Regions from separate parts of the Anser cygnoides genome. Here all the other regions are linked to region 3. Evidence: chromatin contacts called from public Hi-C data. All regions are on one chromosome and are shown on one strand. Each heading gives the region's core, a stretch centred on a gene start, on an enhancer-like site or on the middle of the called end of the contact. The rest is flanking DNA. Distances are from core to core; before and after follow the strand shown. Region 1 holds the start of MACIR (macrophage immunometabolism regulator). Region 2 holds the start of PPIP5K2 (diphosphoinositol pentakisphosphate kinase 2). Region 3 holds the start of PAM (peptidylglycine alpha-amidating monooxygenase).

Evidence for each region. A called contact is a pair of places that touch in the nucleus more often than the background predicts.
Region 1: a Hi-C map of liver shows a contact between it and region 3, with 3 times the contacts expected there. The contact joins the promoter of MACIR here to the promoter of PAM in region 3. A contact is called at or near these places in 2 of 7 Hi-C or Micro-C datasets (both in liver).
Region 2: a Hi-C map of liver shows a contact between it and region 3, with 19 times the contacts expected there. The contact joins the promoter of PPIP5K2 here to the promoter of PAM in region 3. A contact is called at or near these places in 2 of 7 Hi-C or Micro-C datasets (both in liver).

The regions. Positions count from the first base shown.
Region 1 is chrZ:25,690,488-25,694,635 of Taihu_goose_T2T_genome, forward strand. MACIR (macrophage immunometabolism regulator) reads left to right here and starts at 2,272. Exons shown (of 3, transcript XM_048050236.2): 1 at 2,272-2,510.
Region 2 is chrZ:25,631,003-25,635,202 of Taihu_goose_T2T_genome, forward strand. It overlaps PPIP5K2 (diphosphoinositol pentakisphosphate kinase 2), which reads left to right and starts at 2,584. Exons shown (of 31, transcript XM_066988460.1): 1 at 2,584-2,699. GIN1 (gypsy retrotransposon integrase 1) reads right to left here and starts at 2,832. Exons shown (of 8, transcript XM_066988477.1): 1 at 2,686-2,832.
Region 3 is chrZ:25,471,215-25,475,367 of Taihu_goose_T2T_genome, forward strand. It overlaps PAM (peptidylglycine alpha-amidating monooxygenase), which reads left to right and starts at 1,301. Exons shown (of 25, transcript XM_048050219.2): 1 at 1,301-1,423.

The DNA.
Region 1 (4,148 bases), core at 1,022-3,521, 220 kb after region 3:
CTTGTCCTGCTGCTTTGCCAAATATGTTCCCCAGTTTCTGCATTAAATTTACTACTGATTTAGCTCTTAGGTTTTGTTAGCTGGCAAAACCAATGGTTCTTAAGGGCTTTCAGATCTAAAAAGACCTACTATAATCAAAATTCCTTCCCTTATTCCTTTTTCGTTTTTTTTTTCTTTCTTGAGTTTTTATATCTAGAATTTCCAAGAGATGCAAACTCCAGGTGCATCTCAGTGCTTACTGGAAGGCAAGGCTAGGTGCATGACTGTTGTGGCAGTCAGTCAGTTAAGCACCACACAGCTATGCACTCACTCCCTGCTCTGCCATCCCACTGTGGAATTGGGAAAAAAAAAAAAAAAAAAGTTAAAAATCATGGGTTGACATAAAGACATTTTAATAGGTCAGAAAAGGAACAGACAATAATAATAATGATAAAAGCATATACAAAGCAAGTGATGCACAATGCAATTACTTATCACCCACTGACCAATGCTCAGCCCATTCCCAAGAAGCAGACACATGCCCTCCCCAGCCAACTCCCCTATTTTTATTGTTCTGCATGACACCACGTGTTACGGGACATCCCTCTAGCCAGTCTGGGCCAGCTGTCCTGGTTCTGTGCCCTCCAGCTCCTCGTGCACCCCCAGCCTCTTGCTGGCAGGGCAGCACCAGAAGCTGAAAAGTCCTGGGCACTGTGTGAGCACTGCTCTGCAACAACTGAAACATCGGTGTGTTATCAGCTTTATTCTCATCCTAAATCCAAAACACAGCACCATACCATCTACCACCCATGAGTCAGTATAGAGATGAGCATGGGTCACTTCTTATTCAGCAACATCTAAAGCCAGCTGGATGGCCTTCATTTCTTCAAATCATCTCAATTCACCTTCTCATTCAGCAGTTTCTGCGACTTACCATGTAGGACTCCATACAGCAGCCTTCCGCCTCTAATGCTTTCCCACTATATGTCAGGACCCATCAGTGAACAGGGCATATTGCTTCTCATTTTCTGATAGCTTGTTATACAGTGGGGCTTCTTCAGCACATCACCTCTTCCTGTGATGATATTTTGAAATCTTTGCCTTCTGGCCAATCCATAACTACTTCCAAGACTTCTGGGTGACTGGGGGGGGTTTCCTAATCAAGCCCGTTGTGTGATCAGTGTGACCCACTTACTCCACGTAGCACCAGTTGCATGATCTTATGAGTCAAACTTGGCATGTCATTAACATCTACTTTTGTTTATGGAGGCTGAAGCGAGCATCCCTTTTGGAAAGGTAAACTGGGAGGTAGCTTTACTAAGTTGCTATCAAAATTTCAGTGTGATGTTGAAGAAGTTAAGCCATTGACAGACAGCACAGTTGTGACCTTGTGGTGTCCTGCTGAACCTGGTGGCGGCTGGCAATTATTTTTTTTTGGAAGCAAAAACCCTGGAGAGTTTTGCCATGTCTCTTCATTGCATCCAGTGATATAAAGGGCAGATACCTTTCATTTTTGCTGTGAAAATCCAAACTAAAATACTGATGGCATTGAGATCTCCAAAGGATTTCTGTTGCTTTTATTATACCTCTATTTTCTGCCAAGGGAGGCATCTCTAGACAGTATATAGAAAGTTGGGTTCCTCTTGTTCAAAATAAGTACTCGTCATATGTGGACCAAAGGAGTTCAACTCAAAGGTGTTCAACTCTTCTTGTTTTACCGAAGTGCTTATTGAAGTGTTTAGGGCTTAAAAACAACGGAAAGTAACTGGAGATGCTGGGGCCTTGCAGTTGCACTCAAGTGATGGGTGTCTTCCATCAGCCTCCTGTGAAAGGAGGAAACAATTTGGAGGAGCAAATTAAAATTAGGAGACATTTCTTGTCAGAAAGAGTGGTCACGTTGCCCAGGGAGGTGGTGGAGTCACTATTCCTGGGGGTGTTCAAGGAAAGGTTGGACGTGGTGCTTAGGGACATGGTTTAGGGGTGACATCGGTGGTAGGGAGATGGTTGGAACAGATGACTTTGACAGATTGTCTTTTCCAACCTGAGTGATTCTATGATTCTATGATTCTATGAGCTCCCCAGGCGGCTCCTGCCCAAGCCCTGCAGCTCCGCAGGGTCACCCGCAGGGGGAACCCGCACCGGGTCGCTCAGGCCCTACCGCCCCGCTTCCTCCCGCTCCCCCTGTCCCTGCTACGGCAGGGGGGGAGTCCCCACGGACCCCTCCGCCCTGCGCCTGTCCCGGCACCGGGGACGACTCCGCGGGGCCCCGTGGCTCCCTGCGGGGACGATCGGCGCGGGCACGGTCCGGCGCGAGGCGGGGCCCGGGCGGCCGCTAGGGGGGGTCGGGCTCGACGCTGCCGCGGCGTCCCGCCCCCGGCGCCGAGAGCGGGGCGGGGAAGGGCCGCGCCGGGCCAGGCCGGGCCGGGCCGAGCAGAGCCGAGCCGAGCCGAGCCGAGCCGAAGGGAGCGGAGTGGAGCCGAGCGGGGCCCCGGCTGCTCCGCCGCCACCCTCGGCGCCGCCCTGGAGCTCAGGTAGGAGGCGGCCGCGGGTCGGGGGTCGGCGGGCTGGGGGCGGCCCCGTCATGCTCGCCGTGCCCCTGCCCTCCCTTCCCTGCCGTCCCGGGTGTGCTCGGGAGCGCGCTGCTTGCGGGGTGGTCTTGTTTGTTTTTTTTAAAAATTTTCCCCTTCCTCGATCAAGAGCGCTCGCTAGGGTGATAAAGATGGAGGAGGGAGCTGCTCGGCGCGGGTTTGAAATGGAGGGAGGCGAGGCCCGCGGTGTCGTGCGGGGAAAGCCCCGGTGCGCCCCCGGTGCCGTCGTGAGGCTGCAAGGAGCCCAGCGGGGGGCTGTGGTGGGCGCGCGGCCGTGTCTGCGTGGCCCTTCGGTAAATGCGGCGCTAGGCAGCGGCCGAGTGCGGGAAGGAGCGGTGGGGAAGGAGGCAGGGCGCAAAACTTCGGGGCCGTTGCGTGCGCTGCTTGTAGAGAGATGAGGGAGGTGACCTGCGGCGTGCACGGTGTAAGGGAATGAATGGCACCTCTACTGCAAGCACCTCCGTACCTGCTGCAGGCTATATCTCGTCGGGACAAAGAGCCAGTCATTGAAAGTGTTTCAGCTAAACAAATGGGAGATCCAGCAAAGCAAATCGCGTGGATTAAGCTTGACGTTTTCTCCCGTAACTTGGAGAGTGCATCTTGTTGTTAACTACTGTCTCTCTGTGCACTGCTGTGCCTACTCAAACCTGAATATAGCATTGTTTTTGTTTACGTTGATGGCTTCAAAGTGCTATCTACGGAACTGTGTTTTCAGGCATGGTAGCATGGTATTCTGCCAAACATGCGTCTCTTGTCTGACGTAGAAGCAACGGGCACCCCTGCTGCTATTAGCATTTTGGTTTTTTTTAAGACAAAAGTCGGTGTCTATTCGATGAAATCCATCATGTTTTTAAAACTTTGTTTTTCTTATTTAAAAGGCAATTTAATTTTTTGATGAGCCTTTTTTTGTGTTATACCACTAAGTCAGCTAAACTGAAACTTGAGAGAAGACGACTTTGAAAATGAATTTTTGGCTAGCAAGAAGGTGAAAATCAAAGATACAGAGAAACGTATTCTTTGTTATTGCGCTATTGTTTTTAAACTTAACTTCAGTTCTTACTAGCTGAAGAACAAACTGATTTATGTCATGCCGTGTGTCAGCTTTCTTACAGGTGTCACAGGGTTCAGTCTTTAGATGAGCAGCGGTAGGGAGCGGCCATTACATGTTGGCTGGGAACATCCCCGTAACAAGGGTGGGTCTGGGGCAGCGTTCATATGCAGCTCCAACCAGCAAGGAAGTGGCATCGCCAGCTGCAAGGACCATACCAGTTTCAGAAACATAACCCTCTGTTAAACTAAACATCTGATATTTCTTGGTGAGGAGGGATTACATGGCCTTCTTTCCCACCGCTTTCATTTACTTTTCCTGCTTGCTCAGTCTGCTTATACAAAATTCATCAGCCTGGACCCGCTCCTGAAATCCCATCTGTGCAGGCGCGAGCTGTGTCAGGCTGGCCTGGCCTGCGGGCTGTCATGGCGGCATGGTGATACAGTCGCTCGTCCTTCCTCGGTAACTCATTCACCATCCTCTGCTGTCTGTAAGGGTACTTGTAAGGATGGCCATACTTGTCTGTTTAGGGC
Region 2 (4,200 bases), core at 1,334-3,833, 160 kb after region 3:
CCCAGACAGAGACTGACACAAATTTATTTTTGTCATTCATTTGTCTGACAACTGGATTCTGATGTCCCAAATGTGATTCTGCACATAAGTAGGCAGTTAATTCCCTCACATGGGCTGACTGATCATATTAAAAAACTAAAATATCATTAGTAAAATACGTCATTGGGGCAGGAAAAGTTTAGGTCTACCATGAGTAGCCTCAAAATAATTATCAGTTAATGACAGACAGACATATTCATGCAGACACTATGTGATTTCAGTGTTTTTTTGTTTTTTAAGATCTGCTCCTCCATTAATAAACAAGTAGATGGAGCAGCTCTTTGATCCTGCTCTAATTGCCTCCTACAAGAGCAGGATCAGACTTGGAGTCTGCCATGTCACAATTTTTTAATGAATGCTCGTTATCCAGAGCATTCGCTAAATTTCTTCCTTATCTTTGCAGCGTCCCAAGACTACACAGTGTGGCAATGCATAGCCTGCTAAAAGCAATAATCAGCCTGTCTGCCCTATCTGCTAAGTGGCACATGATTGTGGGGAAAATGACAATATCCAGTCACTCCAGCATCCATGCAATTTCATCATGCGGTGATGCTATTTGAAAGCTTAATGTGTAAGTCAGGATATTTATTTTCCAATTTCAAGATTCTCACTGCCTTTACTATACGGGGAGTTGGAAAGAGGTAAAAAGCTCTACCGTGATTATGTCTGCTTTTAGTCACACTGTTTCTCCCAGAAAGTGAAATGCTGTATGTTATTTATAGAATATCATATTCCTCGTATATAGCTGGGCTGTGTTATCAACATCAAATGAATGCCAGGAACTTCACATTCAAGCAATGACAAGACCTTTGCCCCACTGAATACTTCGTTTTACATAAGCAAGACCTGGCTTTCACAAACAGCCAAGTCTCTTGTCATTCAACATTACAATTTTAAAGCAGTTCTCTCCTAATTGAGAGAACTTGTACAGATAAAACGCTTAGCAGTACAACCCTCTCTACCAGGAAAGAGGGTGTTTCAGAATAGGAAGGACTGAAGCCAGAACATGGCACTGTTTCTAGCAATCTTGGCTGGCAGAGCAGTTTCTTGGAAATTTAGAGCTGATAGTACAAGCCAAAACAGCTGACAGAATTGGTAAATTGGATAAGAGCAGGAAGGAAGGTGAGGCTACCATGATAAGAGTATTATTGTTGTTGTTTTAAAGCAGTTGATTAACTAGCATATCTGATAAGAAAAGATTATTTTAACTGTTCTTCACCAGCACTCTATTTACAAGGGATATGCACTTAAGCTTCGCTCAGGGCTTCTCCTGAAGGTGAATCAGCAGTTACCCAAGCACATCTGGAAGTCAAAAGGTATAATTCCTCACTGAAACATTGGGATAAAGGACCATTTTGGTTTTACAGATTTTCACATATTGCAAGAAAACACATTCCAGAACAGCCTGTATTCTTTCAGTAGTTTTTGCTCATCATGCACATCTTGTTTGAGACAGTGAATGTTCTCTATGCAGCACATGGCTGTGGGCTCTAAAAAATAAAAATGTTGCACAGCCATAAGACACATCTGAGCAGGACCACAGCTCATACTTCAGCTGAAGAGAAGTTGTCTTCATTCCTGCTGTGTCAGTTTCTGATATAAAAACTGGGTAGAGTGCACATAAACCAGTGAAGAAAGAACACATGATGGAGCATCCACATGCATTTAGAGTACTGACCAGGATCCTAAACTATCAAATTTAAGTACTGGAGCAGACTGCTGGATCACTGCCTAAAAGGAAGACATTAAGTGCGCTTCCTGCCTTTATATTTGGTTTCCTGAGCCCCTACTCATTTTTCCCCCAATACTACGGTCTTTATAGTTTGTTTTGCTCTATCTTGGGAAAAAAATAAATCTGAAGACAACAAGTTATGTGATCTTCCAGTTTTATTTCGGAATAAATCATTGCTACAGGTAATTCGTATGCTACCTCTGCCAGTATTTGTAACTTATCTAGCACTCTATAAAAATGATGTAATTATACAATCAATAATCAGTTCCCAACACTTTTTAAGTAGGAAAAGAAAGCACTGCTTTACAGTCAAGGAAAATATTTAGTCAAAGAGATCGAAAGTTTCCTATAACCCGGCCTCTTTGTTTGAGTGTCTTAGCCAAAGCAGTGGTAGCTCTTAAGACTCGGCTAATTCGCTTTTTAACATCCAGTTTCCCTCAAAAACACTACGGTAACTGCGAGGCGCTTTCCATCCCAGGAGCCAGCACTCCTGGCCGCGCCAGGTGCCCCCCACAGGGGCACCTTACAGCACCTGGGCGCTACGGGAGGCTCGCAAGATGGCGCCGCCCGCCCACGGCCACGTAAGGCAGTAAGGGCCCGCGGCCATCGCGCGGCGAGTAACTCGCTAACGCTGGGAAGGAAAGCGAAGGGAAGTGGCCCTCACTGCCAACCTCCCGCCGCGCCCCAGCCACGCCCCCCTCCAGACTACAACCCCCATCATGCACCGCGCCGCTCTCAGCCCCCCCCCCCCCACGCGGGGCACGCCGGGAGCAGGCAGCTCGAAGCGGCAAGGCCCGCACATGCGCGGAGCGGTGCCGACGCGATCTTTTTTCCTCCCCCCCCACCTCTCCCCACCCCGTCCCGCCCTGCGCGCCGCGCCCCTGGCCAGCCGTGGGGCGCCGCCTTGCACGCACCTGCTGCAGCCGAGGTACCACGGCCGCTCCCCTCCGCCCTCCTCACCGCGGCGGCTGCCACCTCCCTCGCGGGACTTATGTGGCGCCCCCGGAAGCGCGGCGGCAGCTGCGGACAGGGTGGGGGCGGGCTGCCGCGGGGGGCGGGGCGAGGCGGGGCGGGGGCGCGCGGGCACGAGCACGCACGAGCACGGGCACGAGTACGGGCACGAGCACGAGGCGGTGGCGGCTCCTCCATGGGAGCCGGCGGGGGCGGGGACGGCGCCGGGCGCGGCGGCGGCGCCACGCACAGGTGAGGCGAGGCGAGGCCGCGGGCGGTTGATGGCGGTTGGCGGCGGTTGGGGGCCCTCACAGCGCCCCCCCCCCCCCCCCCCTCGTAACGGCCCCCATCGAGCCCCACGGCTTGTGGTTCGGGCAGAGTAACAAAGCCGCTCGGGTATGAAGCTGGTCCTGGTAGGGGCAGCCGGCCGGTGCGACGGGACGTGTTTGTGCTTCACCCGTGAGAAACGTGGGGTTTTTGGTGCCGGTTCGCGTGCGCTGGCTGGCCGGTGCTTTTGGCGAAGGAGTTTTGTGCTCCTGGCGGCTGTGGTTAGAAGGGAGCAGGCCCGCAGGGGCTGCCGGGGCTGTGGTACTGGGCTTTCGCATCTCTGCAAGTATAAAGTCAGAGTAAGAGGCTCTTCTGTCCGCGAGCACGCGGGGAAGCTGTTTTCACGTCTTTGAATCGGATCTCTAACAAAAGCCGGCCTTCCTCGGAACATCCAGAGTTGCTGCAAATATAGGTGTCTGCGTGAGATGTGCCTGGCAAGGTTTGATTAGGAAATGAACTTGACAATTAATGATATGGAGGTTATCTGTTCTGTGGCTGTGCGGGAGCAGCGCTAGTGATGCATGCCAAGCATCGGTTTGTTTGCCTGTTTTTAAAAGTTCTCCTTTTCTGTCTGAGGGATGACAGTGATGTTTAGCAGAATGCTTTTTTTTTTTTTTCTTTTTTCTTTTAAGGCAGTTCTGACTCTTGTGTTGAATGATTTTAGTAGTTGACATTCCCGTTTCAACTCTCTGACTGCTGAAGGGTTGAAGGCTGTGAGAAATGCAGTATTTGGGGTGCCTCATTTTAAAACTCTGAGTAAGTTTCAGCAGACCTCCATACGCGTGCTGAAAAGTTGTACTTTTAAGCAGTGAGATGTTAGGAAAAAAATGGTTCTGCGAGTGAATAATTTGATGAGGGAAAGATATTTGCATTGAAAAGATATTTCACTTTGTTAACTCTAAATGTCTAGAAATATTTTGCTTAACTGCAGAATTACTAGGAAGGAAATCAAATACAGGTAAGTCAGCAAGCTAGTTACTGTCTGAAAACTATGGCCATTGTGTTTTAAGACTAGAAACCTCATTCATCGACAACATAAAGGGCATGTCTTTGCTCTCTATAAGCTGGCTTTTTAACAGAATCCTGGTTCATATGGTTGTGTGGAGCTGTAAAGTTTTAGTTGGCTGGGTTATGCTGCGGTGATACAGAGG
Region 3 (4,153 bases), core at 51-2,550:
CAAATATTTGAAATATTTGTTGAATTAGGACCTAATGCAGGAGTCTATAGATTTAAAGAAAGGGTTTGCAAAGTAAAGAAACATGCCCCTCCCCCCCCCCACCAGTTTTATTTCCACAAAAGCCTTATAGTAATTTATCTTTTATGAAAAAGAACATTTGGAATACTTTGTCTTTATCAAAAAGACATTAAAGTATATACCCAATCATGTATGATGACAAATATTTTTAAAACTCGGTGAAGTCAGCCTCACAGGAAATTAGAGGGCCTAATGCGTGGTAAATTTATTTTTCCGCACTTCATGCTAGGAGGCTACAGCCTAAGTTGCAAAATAAAAAAGCTGTTTTATTTTTCTATGCCAGAATATATCATATTCAAAGAAAAGGACAGGGAAAGTCTCATCTCAGGGTTCAGAAGATGAGGAGGCAAAAGTTAAACAGCACGTTTTAATGTATTCATTTTATGTGCTTTGCGAATCAGTACGGATTCATTTGGCAAAGAGACAAGTAACATAACTGAAATTAAAGTAAAAAAAACAAAAAACAAAAAACAACATTCAAACAACACTCAAAGTAATGAAAGCAATACAGGCAAATGGAAGTAAGTACAGCAGAATTATTTAGAGGGCCATTAAACATTAAGTCTAAGGTAGATTGTATAATGTTTACTATAGGAGTTGGCAGCATTTCCTTAAATTAGTGACCTCTTCTATACAAAGGTATTCACAAAAAGCCGAAATGTTGATTTCTTCCAACTTTGAAGATAGCACTTTGAAAAATCCGAAGCAACATCTTAAAGAAAATCTTCCTCAATGTTCCCAATTCCTTTTCAAAAAGTCGATAGCATAATTCGTCAGTGCTTTTCAATTTCCCTTTTCAAAGGCTTTGGCTCCGTGTACTAATACTTGCAGGTCAGATGTCCTGCACTCACAAGAAGGGCTGGTTTTTGAGGGCCCTGGTATTCCCAGAAGACAGCCCCAGGGAAGGTTTGCATACCCAGGACTGTTTGGGGCTCCTTCCACGGCCCAGGGTAAGGCCCGAAGCCCTTCGGCCGGGCCTTCAGCTTCCCGGCCGAGAGGCGAGCAGCCCGGCACAAAGTTACGCGGTACCGGCAAGGAGGAGGGCCGCCCGGCCATACGGCCGTGCCTCTGCCGGGAGCCCTCGGCACCTCGCCGCCCGCCGCCGGGGACCGAGACGCCCTGATCCAGCTCGGCCCCGCCGCCCGCCACTGCTCGGCAGAGGGCGACGTGCACGGCGCCGCGTCCCGGTCGGGGCGGTGCGGGCGGTGCGGGGCGGGGGGTGGTGGCGGGGCTGTCTCCACCCCGGGGCGGTGCGGGGCGGTGGCAGGAAGGGGTCGCGGCGGTGGCGGCGGAGCGCGGCAGCCCCGGGTGTCACTGCCGCCGCCAGCGGAGCGCGGCCGCCGCGGTGAGTGAGTGGGGACGGGGGGCGAGGAGCAGGAGGTGGCTGCGGCGGTTTGCTCCGCCGGTGGCTGCGGACGGAGGGGCCCCGGGCGCTGTGCCCCGCCGGACGGGACGGGACGGGACGGGACGGGACCGGACCGGACCGGACCGGACCGGACCGGGCGGGACGGGGCCGCCTTCCCCGGGAGGGCGAGGGCCCGGCCGGCGGGGCTGGAGCTGCCACAGGGACCGGGGCCGGGGCCGGGGCCGGGGCCGTGCCGCGTCCCGGCTGGCCGGTGGTGGCCGGTCCTCAGCCGGAGAAGTTTCCTCCGGGGCCGTGGGGACGGAGACGGCGGCGCTGGGCCCCGGGTCACCCCAAAACACCGAGGGGTCTCCGCTCGCTGCCGCCCCGAGGCGGGTCTGAGCCGCGATGTTATGGCTCCCACCGCCCTGCGAGCGACGGCTGTCGCTTTCCTTCTTTCTTTCTTTTCCTTTTTTTTTTTTTTTTTTTTAAACTCTCTTATTTTGTGGCTCACGCACCCGTCCGGGGTTTGTTCGCCTCTCCCCCAACTTCGTGGTGGTGGCTGCTGGAGGGGCCCGGTGACACCGCTGCCGGCCTCGGGCTCCGCGGGGAGGGAGAAGAGAAAAGGGAAAAGGGAAACCTCCTCCGGCAGGCAGCGGTGTGGGCAGGGTGCTGGCGCGGGGACTGCAAGTTCTGACTGGGGGAGCCCGGGGTGCTGCCTCCTGGGCGTGGGGGGGCCCCTCCGTGTCCTCGCGCGTGTTGCAGCGTTAAGAGGGTTGGCACTAAATCTTGCGTTCAGACAGCTACAGCTCAGTCTCCAAATATCATTTTCTTAACTGATTTATTTTGTAGAATGTTATTGTTTTCACTGTGAGTCTGATAGCACAGCACAGCTTGGGTTGGAAGGGACATGAAAGCCCACCCAGTTCCAACCCCCCTGCCATGGGCCGGGACACCACCCACCAGACCAGGCTGCCCCCAGCCCCATCTAGCCTGGCCTTGGAACACCTCCAGTGATTGGGCATCCACAGCTTCTTTGGGCAACCTGTGCCAGTGCCTCACCATCAGGAGATTAAAAATAATTCTGACAGAGATTGGTGAGCGTTTGCCAACTCGTGCTTGCAGAAAAAATGGAAAGCAGGTTGAATTTGGTTTGAAAGCTGAGTCCTGAACTCAGCTAGTTTCTGTGATGTGCTGGTCCCACTACAGGTGCAAGTGGAAAGGAGAGGCCCGCGGGTGTGGGCTGACAAACAGCCAAGAGCACGTGGGGAACACGCACACCTTCCTCCCTCAGGCTTGTGGAGGCAGAGAGATCTGATCCAGAGTACAGGTCCACCTCTGCGTTGCTTTGTCAGTTTCCTTGTCAAGTGGTGAGATGCCCTCCAACCCACTGCGTGTCGAATAGAATAGCATATGAACTAATCTGCTTTTTCAGATGTTATTTCCCTGCATGTGGTTGATTTCAGGGAAGTGTTCGGTTTGAGAGAAATTTTCTTCTTGATTCCTGTGTGTAGATCCTAAGGAACTGTGGTGATAAAGGCATACGTATTGAAGACAAGCTTGTTCCTGGCATGTTGCCTGGTTTTACAAGTAGTCATGGCTCAGGATTTCTGCTGCAGTCCTCCTCTGACAGGTTGAGGGAAGTACCCATGTTGCGTGCTCAAGAACAATGGTGTGTACAATGAAATGAAGACTGTTTTTAAAAGTCACTAACTTGCCAGTTTTCCACATAACAATTTGATCTGACTGTCACTGATCATATTTGAGATGAAGAATTTAGTAGAGCTCCTGGGATGCTTATGTGTGTAATTATATCCAGACTTACAGTTACTAGTGCAAACAAAGATTTGTAAATGATCACAAATTGAGCCAAACAAGCTAGAGAAATTGTCTGATTTGTATGTGAAAACAGCTTCTAACAATTAGGATTAACACTTCATGGAGAAGATTACAGATTATACCATACCTTCCATGTTATGTACGGCAGGTTATACTGTATTACTCTGTTCTTGCGTCTTCAGAAGGATATCTGGAGCTGGCTATGCAGCTGAATTGTTGCTAGATTGGCTTACAAGTCTGGTCTAGAATAACATTTTGTATTCTTCAAGTCAAAGTATTTCAAGCAATTAAAAAAAAAACAGTTAAAGCATCGTAGTTCAGTGTAATGCTAAAGAGACAGAAAGAAACACTGGATGTACTGTAACTACATAGCATTGTTGAAGTTCTGTGTGTTTTTTTTTCTCACGCTGCAGAATTTGGTTTCATCAAGTAAATGCAGGGTGTCTTCCCAAGGCACAACTAAGTATTTTCTGATTACAGAAAACGGCAAATTGGAAAGTGGTGGAACCAATGAGACTCTTAATATCTGTAGGTTTAAAATCTGTCAAACAGTAGCCTTCCCTTCTCTCTGCTTGTTAAGCTTTTTTTTTTTCTGTTTTCCTTTCTTCCTTTTTTCTTTTTCTTTTTTTTTTTTTAAGGCAGTAAATGAGAATATATAAAATGGACATACACTGGGCTGCTGAGAGACAGTGACGTTTACTCCTTAATGAATAATACTCTTCATTTCTCTGTGATGATGTTCTCCTTCCTAATGTTCTTTTTTTTTTTTTAAATAGTGATTCAATATATTCCTACAGAAAAATGTAAAGGTTTTATTGAAAAATATTTCAATTCAGTATTTCATAATGATTATGGGTTACTTTGTAACTTGTGTTAAAACTAACTTTTGTAAAT